Regions from separate parts of the Mus musculus genome. Here all the other regions are linked to region 5. A link is a contact called in public ChIA-PET, HiChIP or PLAC-seq and promoter capture Hi-C data. All regions are on one chromosome and are shown on one strand. Each heading gives the region's core, a stretch centred on a gene start, on an enhancer-like site or on the middle of the called end of the contact. The rest is flanking DNA. Distances are from core to core; before and after follow the strand shown. Region 1 holds the start of Atxn7l3 (ataxin 7-like 3). Region 2 holds the start of Rundc3a (RUN domain containing 3A). Region 3 holds the start of Hrob (homologous recombination factor with OB-fold). Region 4 holds the start of Atp6v0a1 (ATPase, H+ transporting, lysosomal V0 subunit A1). Region 5 holds the start of Rdm1 (RAD52 motif 1).

What was found. Promoter capture Hi-C pulls out the DNA fragments that hold promoters and counts their contacts. ChIA-PET counts read pairs in DNA pulled down with a chosen protein or histone mark. HiChIP or PLAC-seq counts read pairs in DNA pulled down with a chosen protein or histone mark.
Region 1: an RNA polymerase II ChIA-PET map of memory CD8 T cells shows a contact between it and region 5, with 8 read pairs. The contact joins the promoter of Atxn7l3 here to the promoter of Rdm1 in region 5. A contact is called at or near these places in 1 of 39 promoter capture datasets (liver) and 1 of 115 datasets of contacts at active chromatin or transcription factors (memory CD8 T cells).
Region 2: an H3K27ac HiChIP or PLAC-seq map of microglia shows a contact between it and region 5, with 6 times the contacts expected there. The contact joins the promoter of Rundc3a here to the promoter of Rdm1 in region 5. A contact is called at or near these places in 4 of 39 promoter capture datasets (hippocampal neurons, liver and pre-B cells) and 1 of 115 datasets of contacts at active chromatin or transcription factors (microglia).
Region 3: a contact with region 5 is called in an H3K27ac HiChIP or PLAC-seq map of microglia, with 4 times the contacts expected there. The contact joins the promoter of Hrob here to the promoter of Rdm1 in region 5. A contact is called at or near these places in 2 of 39 promoter capture datasets (both in liver) and 2 of 115 datasets of contacts at active chromatin or transcription factors (bone marrow-derived macrophages and microglia).
Region 4: a contact with region 5 is called in a promoter capture Hi-C map of pre-B cells, with 2.1 times the contacts expected there. The contact joins the promoter of Atp6v0a1 here to the promoter of Rdm1 in region 5. A contact is called at or near these places in 3 of 39 promoter capture datasets (liver and pre-B cells) and 1 of 115 datasets of contacts at active chromatin or transcription factors (embryonic midbrain).

What each region holds. Positions count from the first base shown.
Region 1 is chr11:102,295,226-102,297,925 of GRCm38.p6, forward strand. It overlaps Atxn7l3 (ataxin 7-like 3), which reads right to left and starts at 1,404. Exons shown (of 13, transcript NM_001098837.1): 1 at 1,178-1,404. It overlaps Gm33851 (cyclin-dependent kinase 13-like), which reads left to right and starts at 1,164. Exons shown (of 2, transcript XM_030246466.1): 1 at 1,164-1,952; 2 at 2,399-2,692. The coding sequence starts at 1,540. The coding sequence ends at 2,471.
Region 2 is chr11:102,392,006-102,394,705 of GRCm38.p6, forward strand. It overlaps Rundc3a (RUN domain containing 3A), which reads left to right and starts at 1,398. Exons shown (of 11, transcript NM_016759.5): 1 at 1,398-1,777. The coding sequence starts at 1,671.
Region 3 is chr11:102,247,598-102,250,297 of GRCm38.p6, forward strand. Hrob (homologous recombination factor with OB-fold) reads left to right here and starts at 1,285. Exons shown (of 10, transcript NM_153544.3): 1 at 1,285-1,495. The coding sequence starts at 1,493.
Region 4 is chr11:101,008,104-101,010,803 of GRCm38.p6, forward strand. Atp6v0a1 (ATPase, H+ transporting, lysosomal V0 subunit A1) reads left to right here and starts at 1,338. Exons shown (of 22, transcript NM_016920.4): 1 at 1,338-1,461.
Region 5 is chr11:101,626,565-101,629,264 of GRCm38.p6, forward strand. It overlaps Rdm1 (RAD52 motif 1), which reads left to right and starts at 1,385. Exons shown (of 7, transcript NM_025654.2): 1 at 1,385-1,500; 2 at 1,709-1,888. The coding sequence starts at 1,405. It overlaps LOC115487916 (a small nuclear RNA gene), which reads left to right and starts at 802; the gene lies at 802-992.

The sequences.
Region 1 (2,700 bases), core at 154-2,653, 670 kb after region 5:
GAGGTGGCCTAGTCCTTCCCAGGCCTAAGCTCAGGCCCTGAACTGTACTGCCTTGCCAATCAGACTCTAGGTCTATAGGAGGCAGCAGCTCATCCCAGGTACCCAAAACTCAAACCCCTCTTTGATACCCATGGTGCAATGCAGCAGGGGGAGGAGAAGGAACTCTAAGGCCTCAAAGCAAACCCACAGGGTGTGGCAAAGAACTGCACAGACTCCTCAAGACAACCCCCGTTTCCCTAAGGGCTGTCATAGTCACCTCTGCTTTCAGCCAGGATGTCCACTTGGGGGGGTACTGCTACCAGAAGTAGGAATGGCCCTAACACCCTACAACCTTCACCCCACTCTGTCTTCTCTTAAAATAAGCCTGCCACTCTACGAGAGGAACAGAGCCCAGAGAAGCCTACAGGCAAAGGGCATTTCCAGCCACCAAGAACGTGAGCAGAGGAGAGCCCCGTGGTACGCACGCGAGTGGGCACTCCCCTTACCTGTTCTTTTAGATCGCACCCTCCCTCCCTCAGGACCAGCCCGGAAGTCTCTCCAAGAGCCCCAAAGTCCAAAAACCCCACCGTAGGATTCAGAAACAGTGCCCACAGTTCGGGGCCCCACTGAAGAGTGGGTACGAGTTTAAGAAGCTGCCGGCCTCGAGTGGGGTGGGGACTGACAAATGAGCCAGGGGCACTGGGAAGGGGAGCAGGCCGTGTCGCGGCTCTTCTCCCGTCCTTGCGGCACTGCTGCTGCATCATACCGACTGGGGGGAGGAGAGCCGAGCCGCCCATAGGCCGGCGGCGGGCCGGGACAGACCGACCCCCAGAGAGTAAGCAGAGTGGGACGCGTCCCGACCCCACTAGGTCGCCGCCTGCCCAGATCCCGGACGGGCCGGGGAGAGGATTCCGGGAGGGTGTCTCTATTGTCCCGGGGGCTGGGGCCTGGCTCCCTAACAAAGGCCCCGCGCCCCCTCCCCGGCCGGCCCTGCCCCGCCCAAGGAGGACCCAGCCAGGGGGAGACCGGGGGGCCCCGGCCCGGCCGGGAAGCCGGGGAAAGCCGGGCGTTTCCGCGTCGGCCCTGGGGGAGGGGAAGGGGCGCTGACCCAGACCTGGGGGGAGGGGGCCCAAGCCCCGCCTCGGGCCCCGCCCCCCGCCCCCCGCAGGCCCCTCCCCCGTCCCTGTTCTGTACTCACCCCGCCCGGGGGGCCGCGCCGGGGCCCGGCGGCCTCTCAGGGCCGCGTCCTCCGGCGGCGGCGGCGACGGCGGCTGCTCCGGAGCCCCATGTCCGTCGGTCCGTCCTCGCCTCTCCCCGGGGCCCGGGGCCCGGGGCCGGGGGGTCGGGCTGCCCCCCCGCCTCGCCGCCTCACCGGGCGGCCATGGCCCCTTCCCCTCCCTTCTCGTCCCGTCGCCGCCTCCTCCTCCTCACCTCACCCCGCCCGCGCGCAGTCCGCGCGCCGTCCGCGCGCCCCTCCCCCCGCCCCCCACTCCAGCCCGCCTCTCCCGGGCGGGGGGTGCGGCGCGAGCCCGGAGCGCGCGCGCGTGCCGCGACCGGAGGATGGATGGATGGAGCGAGCGAGGACGCGAGCGTGCGCGCGCGCGCCCCTCTCCCCCCTCCCTCGGCGCGGGCGCGAGGCCAGGCGCGAGCGCGCTCCAACCTCCTCCTCTTCCTCCTCCCGCCCCTCCTCAACACCCCGCCCTCGCCCTCCCTTCCTCTTCCTCCTTTCGCTTTCGCGCGCCCAGCGACTGCTCGCGCCTGCTAGAAGGGCCCGAGCGCGTGCATCTGCCCCGCGGCCGCAGCTCGGCAGCATTTGCTCCAGGGGGCGGGGACCGGGAGGGGAGGAGGGGCGCCACGCCGCCGTCCAAAGTACCGGCGGACGGGACCTGGGGCGGGGAGATGGGTGGGGCCTCCGTAGACGAGTCCGGCCAATCGCGGAGTGTCCTCGGCCCGGGAGGCCCAATAGGCTCGAGGTGGGTGGGGCAGCGTTCAAGGTGAGGTGCGCGGTGCGCCAGGGGCGGAGACTTGGTGCCGTCCCGGCCGGCTCGGGGGCGGAGGCAACGGGGTGGCGTCGAAAGAGAGCGCCGGCTCCCAGCCGAGCCTGGGACGCCTTCCGGCCCAGGCATCCCCGCCCTTCCCGCGGGGTTCCCTGCTCTGCTCCCCGGTCGCTCCCCCACTTTGACCGCGAGGCATACAGTCAGTTGTGTGAAGAGTCTGGGCTTGAAATGGGGTGCAGTTAGGCGCTCAGGAAGGAACAACCTTAAAAGGGGCTGGTCTGCATTCGTTCTCTGGGTTTCGGAGTGGGTCACCAGCCACCCCAGGCCTCCGAACCGAAAAGAACCCAAGGGAGAAGGTTCACTGCGGAGTGCAAGCTGCGCCCTTCTGAGTCGAGCGCGCTCCCGCCCTTATCCTAATTTAGATCCCACACCTGCTCGCCTTTCCTGCTTCCGGAGCCCACGCTGGACCCTCCACCTCTCAGACAGACTGCTTAGCACTGGCCAGACTCTGCCTACACTAAAAGCTGCTCCGCTGGGAGTGGCCTTACCCTCCATCTCTCGCCTCTTTAGCTTCGGGAGGAAAGGTCCTTTTCTCAGCCACCCAAGGTGTTTAGATCTGCGCTCACATGTACGTGGCCGTGTCTACAGCCTCGAGACTTTTGCGTGCCAGGCCTCTAGCTTCAGATAAAATTAAACTCTGGAATCACGTACTTTGAGACCATCT
Region 2 (2,700 bases), core at 148-2,647, 770 kb after region 5:
TGTCCAGTGGCAGTGCACTTGCCTACAACCCACAGGTCCTGGGCTCAATTCTCAACACTGAAAACAGAAAAAGAAGTCAGGCACGGCAGAGACACTAGGATCCAGAGTTTAAGATTATCCTTGGCTTCAGATCAAGTTCCAGTCCAGCCTCCCAAAAGACTATCTCAAAACGTACAAAGGAGCTGGGCATGGTAGGGCATTCCAATTCTCAGAAGGCAGAGGCAGGAGGATCTCAGTGAATCTGAGAACACTCTGGTCTGACAAATGGAATTCCAAGCTAGCCAGAGCTATATAGTGAGATCCTGTCTCAAAATAAAACAAACCAACAAAACCAACAAAACACAAAAACATACAAAGGCAGTGATTTCTAGGACTTGACACCAAAGATACAGACAACAAAGGCCAGGTTGGACACTTCATGGAAATTCAAGTTTTTTGAGTATCAAATGACAGTATCAATTTTAAAAGACAACCCATAGAATGTGAGAAAATAATGCAAATCAGATCTGATAAGTCATTGATATCCATAATGTATAGCCTTACATTCCACATTAAAAGGAATGACCCAATCGAATTCGGGCAATGTTCAAATCCTGGAAGTGGTTTACCAGGAATGGAGCGGGCAAGCAGAGACGTGAAGAGCAACCTGGAATCCAAAGATAGCACAGAAGCCAAAACAAACTATGCCTTCAAGTCCTGCCCAGCTAAAAGCGAAACCATTTTTGACCGGCCCCCTATCAATGTAGGCTGCCAAAGAGTTAATCCTTAAATCTACTGGTCGGTGGGGTGGCTACTGCTAAGAACCCCATGAAGTCCAGGACGCCAGACTGTTGGTAACCCCAAATCCCTATCCTGAGTGGTTCCAAGCTCTGGACTAAATGGTTTCGCTGAGTTCCCATCCTCCACCTGTAGAGAGACTGGCTTGCTTGGCTAGCGCAGATAAATACAACCCGCAGAGACTGACAGAAGAGGCAGCTTCTGTGGCAGCCTTTAGTTTCAGAAGGGTTAGCACCTTAAGGCCACCTGCAGTCTCTGGAAGTGGCCTGGGCCGGGCTGACAAGCCTGGGATGAGTGGATGGGGGGCAGGGCTGGCATAAGGATGCAGGAGGTAAGGGTCTCCATTCTTTAGGGTACAATGAGAAATCTGAGACAGATAGCACCGACTTCAGGCCAGAAACAAGGGAAAGAAGCGTCAAAGCTGAGACACCAGACGAGGATCCCCAGCCTTGAGTGTGGGGGTGGAGAAAGGGCCCTTCTCTACACAGTCTCCGTTGTTTCTCCGGGGGACCCCCTCCGCTCTCTCAAGGGCCTCGGTCCTTCCCCTCCCCCAAAACTCTGCGCCCTTTGCGGATTGGTCCCGGGCTGCCGGAGGCGGGGCTTATGGCCCTGACGTCACCGGCCGAGGAGGGGGGACGGGCGACTGGGGGAGGGGGTGACGAGCTCCGGCTCAGCACCTCGGAGAGCTCCCTCCCCGGCCTTGTTTTGCTCCGGAATCGCTGCCGGGGGAGGGAGCAAAGGGGCCGGCCTTAGGCGTCGAGGCCGAGGGATGGCAGTGAAGAAGACGAAGGGCCCCCGGGGGCAGACGGCCCAGCCGTGATCCTGCGAGGCGGGCCGGGGCGCCGGGTGGGGTGGGGGGCAGCGGGCGGCGACAGCAGTGGCCGCACATCTGGATGGAAGCGAGCTTTGTCCAGACCACCATGGCTCTGGGGCTGCCCTCCAAGAAAGCATCTTCCCGCAACGTGATCGTGGAGCGCAGGAACCTGATCACCGTGTGCAGGTGGGCGCCGCTGGCGGTCGGGGTGGGGTGATGAGAGAGGTTGAAGCAGGCTGAGAAATCTAAGGGTTGAGCATGCCCATGAGGATGCTCTGCAGACACTGAGAAAAGGCAGGGCAGGGAGGACCGCGCTCTCTATCCTTCCTAGGCCCGGAACCGGGAGGCGGGCTGGAATGTCTGGTCCTTATTCTTGGCTAAGCCAGGCCTATGCCCAGACTGGGGTTTGGGGGATGAAGAGAGTTTAATTGGCACTGCAGTTTCCTGTGAGAACCAGGAAGTGACATTGTGTATGAGAGGGGGGAGGAGGGAGGATGGCTGGCTCTCTTCCTGGCAGTGGGGGCAGGGTGGGCAAAGGGAGCTCAATGGGGTTGGGGGTGAATGTCCTCCAAGTCCCCTCTGCCACCCCTGCCTGCTTAGCGTCTTGGAGTGGAGCTTTCCTAAGAGACTTTACTATGCTCAACCCTTCATAAAGCAATGATGGTGTTTCTAGGTAGCAGCAGCCTGTGGCTGGACCAATTGTGCACAAAGGCCCTGAACCCATCCAATGAAGGTCGAGAGCACTACCCCGCTGTAGGGAGCACCCAAGGCCTAATTGCAGAAACTGGGGCCCCAAGTAAAGACTGGGAGCCCAGATCCCTAAATCCCTGAGGGTGGGGCAGTTGCAGGGCTAGGAAAATTCTCCTCTTTCTTGGACACCGGAAAGTAATCCTTCCCACTTCAAGGCTGCAGTGACTCACCCTGCCTGCCCTGCCCTGAGGCCAGAAAGCCACCAGCTGTGCAGGCTCTCTCCCAAGCCCCCACCTGTCCTTGCCACTCCCTCTGGGATCTCCATGCCAGCTGCCTTCTCCACCTGCAGCCTCCATGTCCAATGGGGTGCTTCGTCTTGGCTCTTAGTGCTCCTGGGTGTGGGACCGAGTTGTCCTTTC
Region 3 (2,700 bases), core at 35-2,534, 620 kb after region 5:
TCGAGACTTCAGCATCTACAGTTTAACTGCTATACCATTTTGCTTCCTAGAATTCCAGGGGACTGAGGGTTTTTTTTTTGTTTTGTTTTTTGTTTTTTTTTTGGTTTTTTTTTTTTTTTTTTTGACAGGGTTTCTCTGTGTACCCCTGGCTCTCCTGGAACTAACTCTGTAGACCAGGCTGGCCTTGAACTCAGAAATCCGCCTCCTTCTGTGCTGGGATTAAAGGCGTGGGCCACCACCACCTGTCTGGGACTGAGTTCTTGACTAGAGGCTTCAGGAAGACAACCCCCCTATAATTATGTGCAAAGCATCATGTGTTTGTACACATGTGCCTTGTTCTGAGGAAGAATCCACCAATTTAGTCATATTTCTATGGCTCAGACGGCTACTGTGCTCTGAGGAAAAGACACACCCTGTCTTTCCCGGATCTCTTCATTCAGTCTTACTTGCCTTATATGCTTGAGCCAGGCCTTACCTTCCAGTCCCTGCATGGCCTCCAAAGTAATTTTGTTTATGTTTTTGTTTGTTCGTTTTTTCTGCAGTGTATGTATGTATGGTAGCTGGGACCAGAGTCTTGAAGACGCTTAGTACAATGTTGACCATTGGAATGCACTCCCAGCTTTCAGGCCTATTTTTCTAACATGCAAAGAAGGCACACATTTTTCTGTCGTAGAAACTCTTTAGGGCTGGGCGTATTATTAGCTTAGTGTTGAACATTTGCTTAGCACGTGCAAGGCCCAAAATCGTTCAATCCCTCCTCATTCACCAGAGGATGATGGCGCATGAGGCTCTCTACCTTTTCCTGTCTCTACCAATCAGCTTGGCCTACAAAGTGTGAACCCCCCCCCCCCCCCCGCCGCCCTCCCCGGTTCCATCCCTAGCACCACATAAAACCAGCCACCCCAGCGTTTGGGAGGTAGAGGAAGAACAATATGGAGTTAAGGTTATTTTCGGCTACAAAGTGAGTTAGAGGGCAGCCTGGGCTACACGATCGGCTGCGTTCTGGTGAGGATGAAGTCACTCTCAAATCACCAGTGTGCTCAACAAAAAAAAAAAAAAAAAAAAAAAAAAAAGAAGGGAGAATAAAGTGTATAAGATTTCTCCAAGCTCCCTTTCAACCAGAACGTGGCAGCCGGCTGGACTAGAGGGACCGCTTGGGGGCGACCGAGAGACCTTTGATTTTCCCTTTAAGGCTGCGGCGGAAGGCCCGAGGAAGAAGGACTTTGTGTCGGCAGGATAAAAATTGGTGCCTTCCCTTTAAGGGGGCGGAGCTATTGTTTTGGCGGCGGCTTTGAAAGCCGCTCTGGGTGCACGTTCTTAGGCGCCCCTCTCTCAGTTTCCGCTGCGGTCTTAAAGACGCTTCTCTTGGACCTTGCTCTGGGAATGCGACCGGACATAGTTCCCTACTCTACGTCTGGGTCGAGTTGGAGGTGAACCCTTGAGTCTGACACGGCCGGGCCGACCCGCCGGCCCGAGCCCACGGCCTGTCGTTATGGTAATGCCGCGTCTAAGCCGCCCGGGCTCTGGGGAGGAGGCGTTCCAGCCCCGGGGAAGCCGGACTCCGGGTTGGGCTCCGGGCTCGCTAGTCTGCTAGGACGGGATCTGCCTGGTAGAGACTGAGTGTAGTCTGCAGACCTGGGGGCTAGGTAGGAAGGGCGCGCAACGCGCAGGAGACCTTGTGAAAGGTACCTCCCCCGGACATACAGACCTACAGACAGACAGAAAAATAGTCATCAATCCCTGCGAGCCCAAACGTCACTGGCTTTTGGAATCTTTGCCCCCAACCTCGTGATCTTGGGGTGACTAACATTCAACTCTCCTCTCCCTCCTTCCCTTCCTCTCCTCCTCCGCCTCCTCCTCTGTTTTTATTTTTTTGGGAGGAGGGTGGGTCCTTGAAACAGGCTTTCTGCCCCTGGCTATCCTGTAACTCAGTATGTAGATTAGGCTGGCCTCGAACTCAAAGTTCTGCCTTAGGCGTTCTGGGAATTAAAGGCAGCAGCTACCATGCCACACGCCCTCAATCCCCCACCAAAAACCCAGGCTGTGGGTGTGACACTCGTCTGAGTCTGCTGTCCAGGAAGAAGAACCGTAGACTGGGGCAGTCCACACTCTTGGCAACTTTGCCTTTGGCTTTGGTCCTCTGTAGAAAGAAATCACTGGCTTGATCCTCAGAAACAAGGGTTTCAGGCAGGGTCCTTTCTTGTGTTGGACCAACCTTTGAGATTCTGTTGCAGAATACTCAGGCCTGTTTCCAGAGGTGGTGTAGGCAAGTAATCCCATCCTTTGGGAAAGGAAAGGGTCAGGAGTTCAAGGTCAGGGGCTGGGGAAGTGGCTGAGCAGGTAAAAGGTGGTTGTCTCTGATGCCTCAGTTACATCCCTAGGACCCATAGGGTGGAAGAAGCCGACTCCCTCAAGTTCTTTTCACCTTCACACCCATGCAGTAGTGTACCCCACCCCCACTAAATCAATCATTTTTTTTATATAAGATTTGAAAATTACCTTTATCAACATAATAATGACTTGAGGCCAACTTGGGCTACTTGAGACCCTTATGCTGACCCTGCCTTTGTCTCCCTTAGCAGTCGCCTCTCTTTTACTATCTCCCCTTTCTAGGAGTAGTTCAGATAAACTGTGTGTGTGCATTATATGTATATATGTGTATATATATATATTTTTTTTTTGGTTTTTTTTTTTAAAGAA
Region 4 (2,700 bases), core at 88-2,587, 620 kb before region 5:
ATAACTATTATTATTATTATTATTATTATTATTATTGGACCTCTAAGAGGATGTACTTTCAGGGAAACCACGGCGTGGGGTGTAGAAACAACTCAAGTGAACTATAGTCCGGGATAGGCTTTCTTACAGGTAGTGTATGAAACACTTGTTTGCGGTTAGGAAGCAGCTGACTCTGAGGTTAGCTTTTTTTTTCTAAGTCTACGAGGAAGGAAGTGACAGTCATTGTGAAATACTTGGCAGGATTTCAATTGTGGGTCCCTGCCTGTAGAAGGAGCTTCAGAATGTGAAAACCGTAAAGCCTAGGTCTCAGAAATGCTGCTTCTCGAGAGAATTGTAATGAAGCAATACCTTCAATTACCATGTGCAGTAGAAAAATTCAAATAAAATGTTCACTGTGTCCATCATTTTGTTCGGGCTCACAAAACACGTTTTGTAATACTTCTGCCAAGCAGATAAAAATTATCAGTACAAGTTGCTTTTTTTTTTTTTTTTAAATCCGAAATACCTCCTTCACTACACTTGAATCTCAATGAGTTCCGCCACCCACAGAGACTGACTGACCAGTTCTCCAAGTTCCTCCTGATGTTTCTGCTGACTCCCTACTCTTCTTTAATTGGGGGGAAAGGACTCTATCAATATTTAGAAAAGGAGCTTTAAAAAAAAAAGGTAGGTATTATTTTGCATTCAAAAGATATATGAGGAACTGAAAACTCCTACGTGGTCAGATGGGTTCACAGAAACCTAGTAAGCAAGATAAAAATAATTACTTTGTCAACATGTGGTCTTCCGGGGATTTTTTTTTTTTTTCCAATTTGGATAAGTGTAAATCCTAGGTAGCTGCTGGAAGAATGAATCCGATACTTTGTAAGTGGACGAGATCCTATGTCTCTAATATAGGACTTATCTTAAGTCGCTCTCCAGTCTGGGGCTCAAATATTTTCAGAGGTCTAAGAACGACATAGGATGCGTATACGTAAAGAAGACTAGCTTTGAGGCTCCCTTCAAGCTCTCAGATCATTCTATAATGTGCCCATTTCTTTCATGCTGCTTTCTCCAAGAAAAAGTTGTGAATTGGTTCTCTGGAAAGTAGAGATGGCAGGTAACCTTGCTCCGAGGATAATAGAGAGAAAGGATTCTGATGGGCTCAAAAGGCAAACACTTCAAAAGTCACACGCCCAGCCCAGATGACTTCCAAACTGGGATAGAAATCACAACGCCGGAACAAAGATGGCGACTGCACACCAGGACTCGCCCGAGCCCCATAGACTCTGCACTGCGGCAGCAGGGGAGAGGCAGCATCCTATTGGTCAACTGAGATGAAATCATCTCGGGGGCGGGACTCGACGGTGGCGTGGGGGCGGAGCCTTGCTTGCGTACGCTGGTCGGCGACTCTGCTCAGCCTGAGCCGGGGTCGCTTTGCTGCGGCGGCTGCGGTCGCGGCGGCGGCGGAGCCGGCGAGAGGTGAGCTGGGGTTGTAGAAAGAGCGCTTCCCCGAGTGGCTTTCGAGGGGACGTGGAGCGCACTCGGATACCTCGGATGCTTGTCAGAAGAATTAGCCAGGATCTTAGGTCTCTGAGAAAAATATGGGGGGCTCATCTCCCTCTTCGGACACCCTTCCTGTGGGCAGAGGAACTGGAGGGCCACTGCTCAGGAATGACCCGGGAGAGGAGGAGGCGAAAGGACAGAAGAGATCGGATAGGCAGAGTGATCTGGGGGGATTTCTTAAAGGGTCTTACAATTTGGGGATTTCTTCCCTAACCAGGAGACAGGTTATGCCTGGTCCAGAAAATTTCTGCGCTCTCACTGTGCAGCTTAGAAACGAAGAGGTGAACGACAAATGCTCCCTGCTAGAAAGGGAGGATTGGAGAATCCGAGCGAGAGTCCTCCTGGGAGGACCTTGGGTTTGGATCACCCTTTTGCAGAATTACTTTCTTCGTACTTCATTTCGCGACCCCTGGAAACCGCTTTTCCAAATTCGTATTGTGTTTGGTTTCAGTGGGGGTAGAGATAGTCTTGGAGAGGCCTGTAATCATGAAGGAACAGGAGGAGGGCGGTAACTCACTGGAGGCTGTCAGCCCTGTCAGCCCTGTCAGCTATGCCTGTCAGACATGATTTCATTTATTTTGAGGTTGTGGCATCTATCCTCGTTCAAGGTGGAAAGGACTGGTTATAGCTTATGTGGGTGATTCATATTCTTAAGTCAACCCACATAATCTCTTGAGAAATGCTTGCTTTTAGTCGAGTGTGTTATTTTGCTCTCCTTGAACACCTAATGCCGAAAGGATTTGTTTTTCGGGTTCCTCAAAATGTCTTCCTGCCTTCCCGAAGGGCAAATCTTCTCGGAAACATCAGTCTTATCTATCGATTAACATGGAATTTGCATGACGTTACGACATTAAAAGTGATGCAGTGCATGATGATCTGTTGAGGATAGATACTGCAGATGCTGCTGTACCGAAGCTGAGCGGGGAGCTTATCGCGAATAAATAATTGCATTTTCAGTACCACTGATAGCGCCAGCTGCTGACCTGAACGGAAGCCTTCAGGCTCCTAGGAGAGACTTGACAGATAGAAGAAGGCAGTTGTCTTTGAGGATGGGGATGAGTCGCAGGAAGCTGCAGAGGTGGAAGGCTTTTCCTCCGGCTTGTTAAAAGTGCTTTGTCATTACCAACGTTTTCCTGTCATGCCTGAATTGAAATT
Region 5 (2,700 bases), core at 135-2,634:
TTTTTAGATAATGTATGATATGAAATTTAATATGATTAGGGAGTTCCTGGCTGACCCATGCCAAAGTGCCCCCTTGAGAAATGACGCCAAGCAACAGATCTGGTGGGGAGTTATTTGGGGGAAGAGAGGGGAGGGAGGGCTTGGAGAAGGGGTTGAGGTAGATGAACAGATAGGCAGACAGAGGGGAACAGAGTCACGAGGGCAGAGAAAGCAGGGGACAGAGAAGGAGAGAATGGGGGCTGGGGCCAGAGACCGCAAGGAACACGTGGGAACAGAGAGAGCTGGAGTGGTGAAGCAGTCGTTATCACCACACCTGAAGAAGCACCATAAGCTGGTTGCTTGATCCTAGGGAGGAGCCTAGCGGAATCGCCTGTAAACTAATAAATTAAGCAGAAAATCGAAAGGCCCCTTTTCCTCAAGGACCTTTTGTTGTGGGTGTGGTCTGAAAGACTGCGAAGAAGAACCTGGTTGTATCGCAGGGAAAGGTCAATACGTCCCCTCTGCGCCCCGGTTGCGCTCTACAGCGCAGAAGCGGAAAAAGCAGTCCAGGTTCGAGCTTTCGGCGCGCTTGGGCGGGGCATGCAAATAACTGCTCTGTGGAACTCTGGGAGCAAAAACAAAAAACTGCAACCAAAACTTCTCGGCCTCCTTGAATCTTACAGGCTTTTCGTGGCGTAAAGGTGGTGTACTCAATGAAGAGGAGAGTCTGTGTTGGCTGCATGTTTGAGTCGGTTGGTTGGTGACTGTGAATTAAAGGTGTGGTCGGTGTTGAGTGTATGGGGCGTGTGGGCGTAGTTCGGTATCGCTTCTCGGCCTTTTGGCTAAGATCAAGTGTAGTATCTGTTCTTATCAGTTTAATATCTGATACGTCCTCTATCCGAGGACAATATATTAAATGGATTTTTGGAAGTAGGAGTTGGAATAGGAGCTTGCTCCGTCCACTCCACGCATCGACCTGGTATTGCAGTACCTCCAGGAACGGTGCACCCCCTCTGGGGAGTAAAGTTGGTTTTAAAGTCAGAGCATGGTGATTGTAGGGCAGTCCAGCTTTTTAAATATGTCTGTGTTTTCTTCTTCTTAACTTTCGTTAGTTTGTATCCTGATTGGGTTGTGTACACGATAACTGAGTTCTCGTTTGCGCCAGAGCTGGAGAGATGGCTTAGTGGTTAAGAGTACCGACTGCTTTTCCAAAGGCCCTGTGTTCAGGTCCCAGCAACCACATAAATAAATAAATCTTAGGAAAAAAAAAAAGAAAAAAGAGTGTAGCACTGGAGCTAATGTGGGGTGGAAACATTTTAAATATGTGCTTTGTGGGAAGTTTTAAGGAAATCGTTAAGCTCCGCCCTTTACTTGTGAGGGTTTAAATTTCGCGGTAGTAGCTTGCGCAGGCGCACTGGCTTTACCATGGCGGAGTTGATCTCTTTCGTAGTTCCCACCCAGAGCGACAAAGTTTTGTTGGTGTGGGATCTGAGCACTGGGCCCCCAGCCGAAGCCTTAAGTGTGAGGGGCTGCGCGGAGAGGGCAGGGGAAGGGAGTGGGGGGACAGGAGGCGTGGGCCCCGCGTGGGCGCAGAGGAACGGGGAGCCAGCGAGGGCTTGTCTCCTCCTTAGATGAAGCCCCAGTGAAGGGAGTGCTTCCAGCGGAGAAGGGCGGGATCTGGGCTTGAAGTGAGGTAGGGGGTCAGCACTCACTGGTGGGCCTCCCACAGCATTCTCTGTTCACAGTGTTCTCTCAGTTTGGCCTTCTGTATTCAGTCCGAGTCTTCCCGAACGCTGCAGTGGCTCGTCCTGGTTTCTACGCCATCATCAAGTTTTACTCCTCGCGGGACGCACAGAGAGCCCAGAAGGCTTGCGATGGGAAACCCCTTTTTCAGACATCACCAGTGAAGGTGTGTGCAAATGCAGGCTTCAGGATAACGTTCCGAGTTCTGCAGTGAGTAGCTAGAGACTCTGTGGTGCCCTGATTCACCCGGTGCTTCCAGATGCGTTTTCACTGATCCTCTGGCCTCAGGTATCCTAGGTGATGGTTAGGTGATAAAAGGTTCATCATGAGAGTAATTGTGGTCAAACCCAAGAGTTCCAATGAAAATCCCATGTCGTATGTTACATTTACATTTATTATTTACATTATTTATAAACATTTTCTATTTTATTTGGACTTAAAATGTGTTTGACCAACTGCCAGTTTTAATATAATGGATGCTTTATTGTCATCACTGTAAAATAGAACTTCCTTCAGGTTCCAGAGGTGGGGAAAGCATCCTTTAGTACATTGTAGCCTTCATTCCATATTAACATAGAACCCGTTCCCCCAGAGCCTCAGCACATCTCACCATGTTTCTCAATTCCACCACCTGTCCTTTCAATTTCTGATTGGCCACTTTTGATGTATCAACCTGCTGCTGACCCAGCTTCTTATTCTTATCCATATTGCTTTTTTTTTTTTTTTTTAAGATTTATTTATTATATGTAAGTACACTGTAGCTGTCTTCAGACACTCCAGAAGAGGGCGTCAGATCTTGTTACAGATGGTTGTGAGCCACCATGTGGTTGCTGGGATTTGAACTCTGGACCTTCGGAAGAGCAGTCGGGTGCTCTTACCCACTGAGCCATCTCACCAGCCCCCATATTGCTTTTCTTTTCTTCTCCCTTGAACCTTGATTAAATCTGAGAACTGCAGTTAGTAGTGACCCCAAGTGAA